Linked DNA regions of Sus scrofa: region 1 is linked to region 2. A link is a contact called in public Hi-C data. All regions are on one chromosome and are shown on one strand. The core of a region is the stretch at or near the end of the contact, and the rest is flanking DNA. Distances in the headings are between cores, read along the strand shown. Region 1 has its middle 300 kb from the start of EPM2A. Region 2 overlaps EPM2A (laforin).

Region 1 (4,371 bases), core at 742-3,241, 220 kb after region 2:
AAAGGAGGTGATGGATTTCCACTAAACACCCTGGTATGAAGAGGCAGAAGGTAAGCTTTGTCAGCTCAGAACTCATAGTCCTCTGCTTTCCTCAGCTACCCTGTCATCATTCCTCAACACACACCTCCAGTCAGATCAATACACTCTGTTTTGTACCCGGATTCACCTGTTGCTGTGTTATCTCTTATTTGCCCATGAAAGTGTGATGGTCTTTTAGAGATTGGTTTTTCTCTTGAATCCCTGATAGCACCTAGCAAAGTGCTGATTGCACAGTGGATGTTCAAGAAGTATTTGATTGACTGAGCAATACATTTCATTTTTCTAGGTTATAACCAGCACTAAGGCACTCAAGATATGGCTATAAATAGGCAAGTGAGAGAACTGAGGTTTTATTACAAACTTTTTCATGTTGGAAAGAAAATCTTGGCTTGTAAAGATTTTGCCATTACTCTTGCTTCCTCCTTACCTCTTCATGATCTAAGATTTATAAAAACAGAAATCGTTGCTCTGGAGACAATTGCTGGGCACTAGAGGAATCAACTGAGAATAAAAGCAAGAACTGTTATAATATTCAGCAGCAAGAGCCTTCATTAATCTTTTTTCTTACAATAATAAAACAGAAAATAAAATACTGAAGAAAAAATGCTAGGTACTATGAATTTACTCTGTTACAGAGCTGATATTCATCTCTCTTTGTTACAGAGCTGATAATCAGATAATCATCTGATACTACCCTTTGTTAAGATACTGAAATAATTCCACACTGGTTACAAAATAGCCATTTCCCTGGAAACCCCCTTGAGAATCACATGATGGCTCCAGCTACCCAGCCCCTGTCCCCATATCTTCTCCATATCCTCATCATCCAGCAACTACAGGTTAACACCCGGTCAAGCACAGGCTTAGTGCTGTGGCCAGAGTGGACATCCCAGCTCTTAAACATGGTGAATCTTCCAGCTGTTAAATATAGTGAGTATCATTTCTGACTCTATTTGTCAGAGGTTACAAACTAGTCTGCAGACATGCTTTGGGTAGCATTCCTAGGGTTTTACATTCTTCTAAAATTGTCATTAGAATTTAAACTTTAGTGACTTCACTTAATAATTCAAATGTTCAGCTCCTCTTGAACAACTGGAGATCATGGCCACATTGGGCTTTCATTCCAAAAAACTAAGAAAGCAGAGTCATGTCATTGTCCCCTGTAAGCTCTGTATATGCTCTCACTCACCAGGCCCTACCACTTCCCCTAGTTCTCCCACTGGACTGCACCTATTCATGTGACTAGCACCACTGTGGATGTTTACATTTTTGTGCCCTGCTCCACAGTGACCCCAAATCAAATTCCCAGGAGCTGTGTTGGGTTTTAGACTTTGGGGTAAGTTCTAGACTTTGGTGCAGGTCCACCCCCTGCTTTCCCTCCTCCCTCTTCCAGGTGCCTTTTGCTTCTACCAACAATAACAGCAACTCACCTCCCTTCTCTTCTAATTCAAGATGGCATGTCCAGACTTTACAGAAAAGAAAACTTTGTCTATGGTGCCTGTTTACCTGAATATTCACAGGAGAGAGGTAGAATTAAGGAGAATCATGCACACTAATCTTGACATTTACCACCTATGATAGGTAGGAATAAGACGTTGTGACCTCTGTTATAGATATATTTGCTCAGTAAGTGAAAAATTTAATCTATAAGAAAACTGCAGCCAGCAATTATGCTGCTATTTCTGAGAAAGGGCTCCAGCACACCCAAGGCTTCTACCTGCTCACCTGCTATTTCTTCCCTTGACTGTTACTGCTACTTGCCAATGTGTGAATTCACAACTACACCTAAGGACAAGCAAGAGTGACAACTGTTCTAACACTGCATTTAATCAGAATCCTTGCTTCAGTCCTGTATTCTGCACAACATACCACCCAAAACTTAGTTGCTTAAAGCAAATGCTGTTGGTTTTCTCACACTTCTGGGGTTTAGCAACGTGAACTGCTCTGGCTGGGGTCAACAGTGCCATTGGAGTCACCTAGCAGCTCAACCCTGGTCTAAGGTGGTCCCTTGTACATGTGTGGCTGGCAGGCTGCAGGATTCTTTTCCATATGGCTGGGTAAGTCCCCTACTCAGAGCAGAAGTCCAAGAAGGGGAGAAGAGAAGCTTCAGAGTTCTCAGAATGTCACTTCAGCCACATTTTTTAGGCTGAAGCAGATCATGAGGCCAGCCCAGACTCTACACGTGGGGAAACAGGCTGCAATCCTTCACGAGTAGAGCTGCAAAGTCATGAGGTGTGGACAGGAATGAGAGGAGGTACTACCACCACTGTGCAAACAATCTACCACATTCCTGAGGCAAGAATGGACAAGGTGTTGGGCCAGGCTATAATAGAAGAGAGGAATTAGATTAAAAAAAAAAAAACACGCTTTCAAATGTATTGGAAGCATAAAACATACACTGGCAAGATGCCAGTGTGATGGAGAATGTAAGTGTCAGGAAGTTACTGAGGTTCAGAAGTTCTGATTTAGAATTCATCAAAGAAGCTATGAAAGGGGATGGAAAGGAGAAGAAGAATGAAGGGAAAATAGTGAGGGTAGGAGGATCTTGGAGGGAGAAACCTGATGGAAGACCTGCTTCCTGAAACAGATGTCAACCAGCTGCCATCATGAAACCCAACCCCATTCCCTCTGACCTTCAGTCCTCAGAGCCTAGGCTATGTTTTCTTTCTCTCTCTCCCTCTCTCTTTTTTTTTTTCTTTTTTAAGTTTTATTGAAGTATAGTTGATTTACAAGGGTGTGAGAATTTCTGCTGTACAAAGTGATTCAGTTATACATGAATGCATATTCATTTTCATTCAGATTCTTTTCCCGCATAGATTATCACAGAACATTGGGTAGGAGTTCTCTGTGCTAGACAGCAGGTCAATCCATCCTCTCTCTTCTTAATTTAAGGGTGGGATCTCCTCGTCTCAGATCTATTACTATGATATGATTCAAAAAACTCCTCCAGTTTTTCCTCTTTGGTATGTCCTGCATATCACACCTGCGTGGCTTAATTATTTTTTTAAATGTTTTTTATTTCTTTCTGAATTAGTAAGTGTGCTCATGTTACAAAATTCAAAAAGTACAAATCTTACACAGACAGAAAACAGAGGTCTCAAGAAGAAGACTTCCTAAGAAGTGGCAGAGCCAGGACTTGAAAGCAGGATGACATGGAACCCATGCTCTTGACCATGGCACCTCTGAGTTGTAAAACTAGGGCTCCTAATCAGCCTTGCTCAACAGAGAAGTTAAAATTACATTTTCCTTCTTCAAAACAAATAAATCGACCTTGATTAGCAAGAAAAGAAGTATATACCTGAATACTTCTTGGAAGAAAGAATAATGAGCCAGGACAGACTTATAAGGAGTCATGGAAATAGGACATTATGGGAAATAGACACCAAACACTACTTGTTGTAAAATAACATGATGTATTAATTGTGGCAACACCTGTACACCTTATCATGCCAATAAAGACAATGGAATTAGAAGTAGAAATTGAATGCTGGATGTGACTTGCTTCTATCAGCATCCCCAGAGTCAGTCTGGAAGATGGAGGAGCAAAGGGGGCCTTTGGGAGGTGGGTGATGAGCACTGGGAAGGAAGGTCCTCTAGCTTCTGTCTCTATGCCTAACTTCCTTATGTGAAAAGTTACCTTAGAGGAGAGACCTCTGCCATTTGGGCTTCACCATCTCAATTGAGAAAAGACACAGACATAGGAAGAAGAAAGATCATTTAGGTTCTAAATTGTAAGCCCATGGTCTTTGGGTGGTACATCTAGAAATATTTATGCTACAGATGGTGCCCGGGGGTGAACATTTGTGTGCGATCATGCATTATTTGCAGGAGTGTGCACACTGGCCAAGAATATTTACCAACAGCACCTGCAAAGGCTCACTGGGCTTGGAACACTGATCTGACAGCAGCATGAGGAAGAGTCAGGTCATTCTGCCTGCTGGACTGTGTGTGGTCCACCCCACAGTCAGGCAGAATTATGGCGTTTCTACCATTCTTTACTCTGCTAAACCTCCAGTAACTCTTCCATTTATTACACAGAAAAAGCCTTTTTATATTTCTGGTCATTTGGATTTATTCTGTAGTATGAGATATTTGTACCCAAAGGGTGGGCTTTATCTATTTTTGGAAAAAATCATTTGGGGCTATTTCTGATGCTTTTAATTAGCCATCTAAGCCACCCAAACTAGTGAAGGTAGATGGCGCTTCCTGCCACTTAAGGAAGGAAATTTTCCTCTATCCACTATGCCCATACTGGCCTGGGCTTTAGCTTTTGTAAACAAAAATATTTTCCCCAATATAACATTAATTCTCTAACATGGGATATGAGCCCAA
Region 2 (4,041 bases), core at 1,437-3,936:
GCAGGAGACTCAGAGAATCACAGGTTGCCTGAGTCACAGGACCGTGGCTGCCTGGGCTCTTTGAGAATCTCAGGTGGTCTTCCTGGCTGGGCTGGGCCCTTCTTTGTGTCTGTCTGAACTGAGGTGTCACTGGGATGAAGTATCATTTTTCTTCTTAAAGGAGGAGATAGTTTGGTTACTCGTCTTGGTAATTAATGCTCATCCAGAGGAACTTGATTTAGTTGCAAGATCTCTGTCTTTTTTCAAGGAAGGAAAAAAAAACAAAACAAAAAAAACCCTTTTATTTGCATAGAAGAGTGCTGGTGGAATCTAGGTCATATTTGCCCTGTCCAGTTTGTTTCTCTGGTTTCAAAAGAGAAGATTGTTAGGGTAGTGTGCCAGCAGCTTCCAGAGAATGTTTTGATTTTTACTTCTTTGATCCTGATCTTATAGCATTGTTATCCCCTTGGAGTATGATATGAGAGGAGGCTCAGAGAAGTTACTTATGGCCTGATCCACCCCCTGCACTGATCACCCCCCAAAACCCTGCTGAAAAATAGGCAGTTTACTTGATAGTTTGGGAAGATGAAGAAATCTGAGGGAAAATTCTATCGCCAAAGACCCACTGTAATTGTAGTCAGACCTTTTTTTGAGGGGTGGGGGTGGCTCATAGAGTCACCAGTCACCAGAACCCAGTCCTACAATGAAGTATCTTCTACACTGAGGCAGTCTGGGAATATGAAGTGGCAGCAAAATGAAAGCTCCCACTTGAAAAAGGCCCAACTCCAAGACCAAGGAAAGGTTTCTTTGGTTCAGCATAGCCTGGGGGAGCAGTCAAAGGGCTAACAACTGCCTCCTAGTCACAGAGGCATTTTTGACCAATAAATCAATCTGTGTGGCCCACAGTATTAGCACAATGAACACAGAGATTAATTCAGCTGAATATTTTTAATACTCTAGGGGAAAATCCATCTGGAAGTGTTTTGAGCCACAGCATACTGCTGTCAGATAAAGTCTGAGGAAAGAAGACAGTTTGTTAGGCCTGACTGTCACCATGGTTGTCACAGACCTGTTACAACCAATCGTGCCATCGATCCTTCCTCTTGTTCTTTTTGTCATATGCAGAGGGGTTGGGGTTTTTTGAGACTTTTTTCTTTTTTTAAAAAAAATCGTGGTTTGTATCTTTCACCTGAGAAACAAAAAGCTCCCCAATATAGCCCTCACCTGAAAACATTAAATCTGTTCATTGAAAGTCAGTTTTGGTCCAGGTAGGAAGTTCTCAGATTAGGTTTTGGCTTCCATTATTTCAGTGCTATTGATAACAAATGGTCCATCCTTGCCTCCCAAAAAGGTAATATGCTGTCCTGAGTCCGCGGCCACCCTTTGTTGTCACAGCCTGCCTTCTTTCTCTGACTCAACACGCTAAATTCAGTGTTGCCATGAAGCAAAGACATTGGCCTTGGAGCCTTATCACTGTCTGAGCTGCTGTGTGATATGGGCAGGCTCGTTCCTGCATCTAGAAAAAGGAGAGTAATAATTTCTGCCTTATAGGATTATAACAAGAGAATAAGATAATTGATAGGAAGGTGCCTTGCAAATCCCAAGGTCAGGACTATATTATTAGTCCAAGTCCTTCAGTTTCTGCCAAAGGGTGTTATAATGTGGACCTTATCTATAATAAGGAAAAGAAGATATGCTCAAATAAAATAGTAATACATTCAGCTATGAATCTGCCTCTGGATTAAGAAAGGTGTGTGTGTGTGTGGTGTGTGAGAGAGAGAGAGAGAGAGAGAGAAAGAAAGAGAGAGGGAGAGAGAGGGAGGCTGAACATTATGCTGGGAATGATTTCTCTCAGGGAGAGCTTAGCTCAATCGCAGATATCTTTAGGATCCCCTTATTCCCATTTATTCAGGTCCTAAAGCCTTGGGCTGCCCACCATACCCCTGTCCCACCTCTCACAACCTCTGCTTGCTGGCTCATTGCATCTTTTCATGTAGTTTTTATCATTCCAAGTTGCATTAGCCTGGAGGAGATGTGGACCAGAAGTTAAGATTAGAGGGAACTCAGAGTATCTCAGATCAAATCGGTATTCATGGTTTTGTTTTACTTTGTTTTAATTCATGTACTTAACGAATATTTACTGAGCCTCTATGGAGCGTCAGGCCTGTTTTAAATTTCAAAGTAAGAATCACAGATGGTGCAGTGTTCTGTTGGACCTGCACTTTCAAATTTTAAATTTTTGAAATTTTCAACTTAGTTGCCAACATTTAAAATTTGGAATATTTTACATTAAAAAAGAATCAGTGGTTCTCTCTTGCCTTGAGGTATTATTGTTTTTGGAAAATGGAAACTTTTATTGAATTCAATTCTATCTGGAGCTTAAATATATGAAGCATAGAAATTAGAGGATCTGGCTGACCCTGACTTTGTTGTGTGAGCTCTGATATGGGGACCCTCTTGTGATTTCTTGGTGGGTTATGTATTAGCTCAGGCTCCTTAGAATGGGTTTTCAAGCAGAAGAACATGTGGCTATAGGATAGAGGTGGCCACTCTAGGGTGAGGGCTGAGCCCCGGGATTCTCACACTGGAGTGAGAGCCAGGGCATGAGCAGACAAGGTGGCTGCAAGGACTGGCTGAGAATTCAGACTGACTGCAGGGGAACCAACAAGTGCCACTGACTGGGTAGATTAGGGAAGGACCATGGTACAGAAGTTAAGACCAGTCTTTAGAATCTGGATGGCCGGGTTTGAGTTGCCATTAGGAAATAACCATGGGCAGATTTCAGATATAACTAAGGATAATTATAGTACCAACCTCATAGTTGTTGAGAGGTGGCAGTCATGGAGCTATTGCACGCACAGTTACTTACAACAGTGCTTGGCAGATAGAAAGGGCTCAGTATAGTTAGCTGTCATCAATCAATGTGGGGCCAAAAGAAAACCGTCCAGCCGAGGCCAGGACCAGAGATAGATAGACGTCCTAGATCATCTGCTTCTCTGGTGCTCCTTTTTTGTACTTTCTTCATTCTTTATGCTTTTAAATAATTGTTTGACAGGTCTTAAGTGGGATGGCTGAGGGCTTCTAGGAGAAGACTCCTGGCGGGTGAAGCCTGTGTTTAAACTGAGAGCCTTCTGGAGTTTCCACGTGACATTTACCTTCCAGGATTATGCATCTGAGCTCACTGAACCTTAAGCACCTATTCCTTTTCAACTTCTAAACTGTATACATACCTGTTAAGGAGTCTTTTACGGATAAAAAGGGAAGGGGGAGATACTAGGTCATTTGGCCATTTGGTGCAGACCCTTCCTTGGGTAACCTCTGGCCAGAGAGAAGGTCAGAGAAGGGATCTTGATGGGCCCATAGAGCCGCCCTGGCTGCAGTGGGCTGTGTCCGCCGATACTGCAAAAGCTGAGTATTGACTCTGGGACTCTGACTCTGGCAGCTCCCCCTGCAAATGGCCACTGTGGTCTCCTTGTCTATTGGGCATTTGAAAACCCACATTAAAAAATGTTTATCTCCTGGCAATGCACATGGTAACTGGAGAGGCAGCTTTTACAGGGAACTTGAAAAGCAATACCAGCTGTGGCAGGGGCAGAAGAACCCAAGCTTCCCAGATCCATCACTGGGAGTTCCTTCTCTGCCAATATTATGGAAAGTAAACCTCTAAAACCCTCCAGGGAACAGAAGCTCTGCCCTTGAACGGCTTAACCCTATCAGCAGGGTCACTCAAACCGACCTTGGAGGTTTTGCTCCTCTGATGCCCCAATTCAAAGAGTGGATCAAATACACAGTACTCTTCTGAGACACACAGCGAGATATCTCTCCAGTAGATATGCTCTCTTACACCTTGTTACGTCTCCGGTAATGTTTTACTGCCTCTAGAGCAACGGACTGTATGGCAGGCCCACCTAGCTATAACCTCAGAGCACCCTGCAACCAAACACAATTAAAGTTTAAAGTTCATTTGGACTCAGAAACCCAGCAAGGCTGGGGAGCTGGTATGTCTCCACTTCAGATGCCCTTGGGGACCAGGAAGGGAACTGAAAGTGTAGCAACAGGCAC

Evidence for each region. A called contact is a pair of places that touch in the nucleus more often than the background predicts.
Region 1: a Hi-C map of fetal heart ventricle shows a contact between it and region 2, with 2.7 times the contacts expected there. The contact joins two enhancer-like sites. A contact is called at or near these places in 2 of 47 Hi-C or Micro-C datasets (epiblast stem cells and fetal heart ventricle).

Annotation. Positions count from the first base shown.
Region 1 is chr1:20,108,175-20,112,545 of Sscrofa11.1, forward strand. No RefSeq gene overlaps it. Among named protein-coding and RNA genes, the nearest start is that of EPM2A, 300 kb to the left of the region's middle. Within about 2 kb of position 1,992, at least 2 of the 83 cell types and tissues checked have an H3K27ac peak or open chromatin away from gene starts, as enhancers often do.
Region 2 is chr1:19,884,560-19,888,600 of Sscrofa11.1, forward strand. The region is part of intron 3 of EPM2A (laforin); the gene reads left to right. Among named protein-coding and RNA genes, the nearest start is that of EPM2A, 80 kb to the left of the region's middle. Within about 2 kb of position 2,687, at least 2 of the 83 cell types and tissues checked have an H3K27ac peak or open chromatin away from gene starts, as enhancers often do.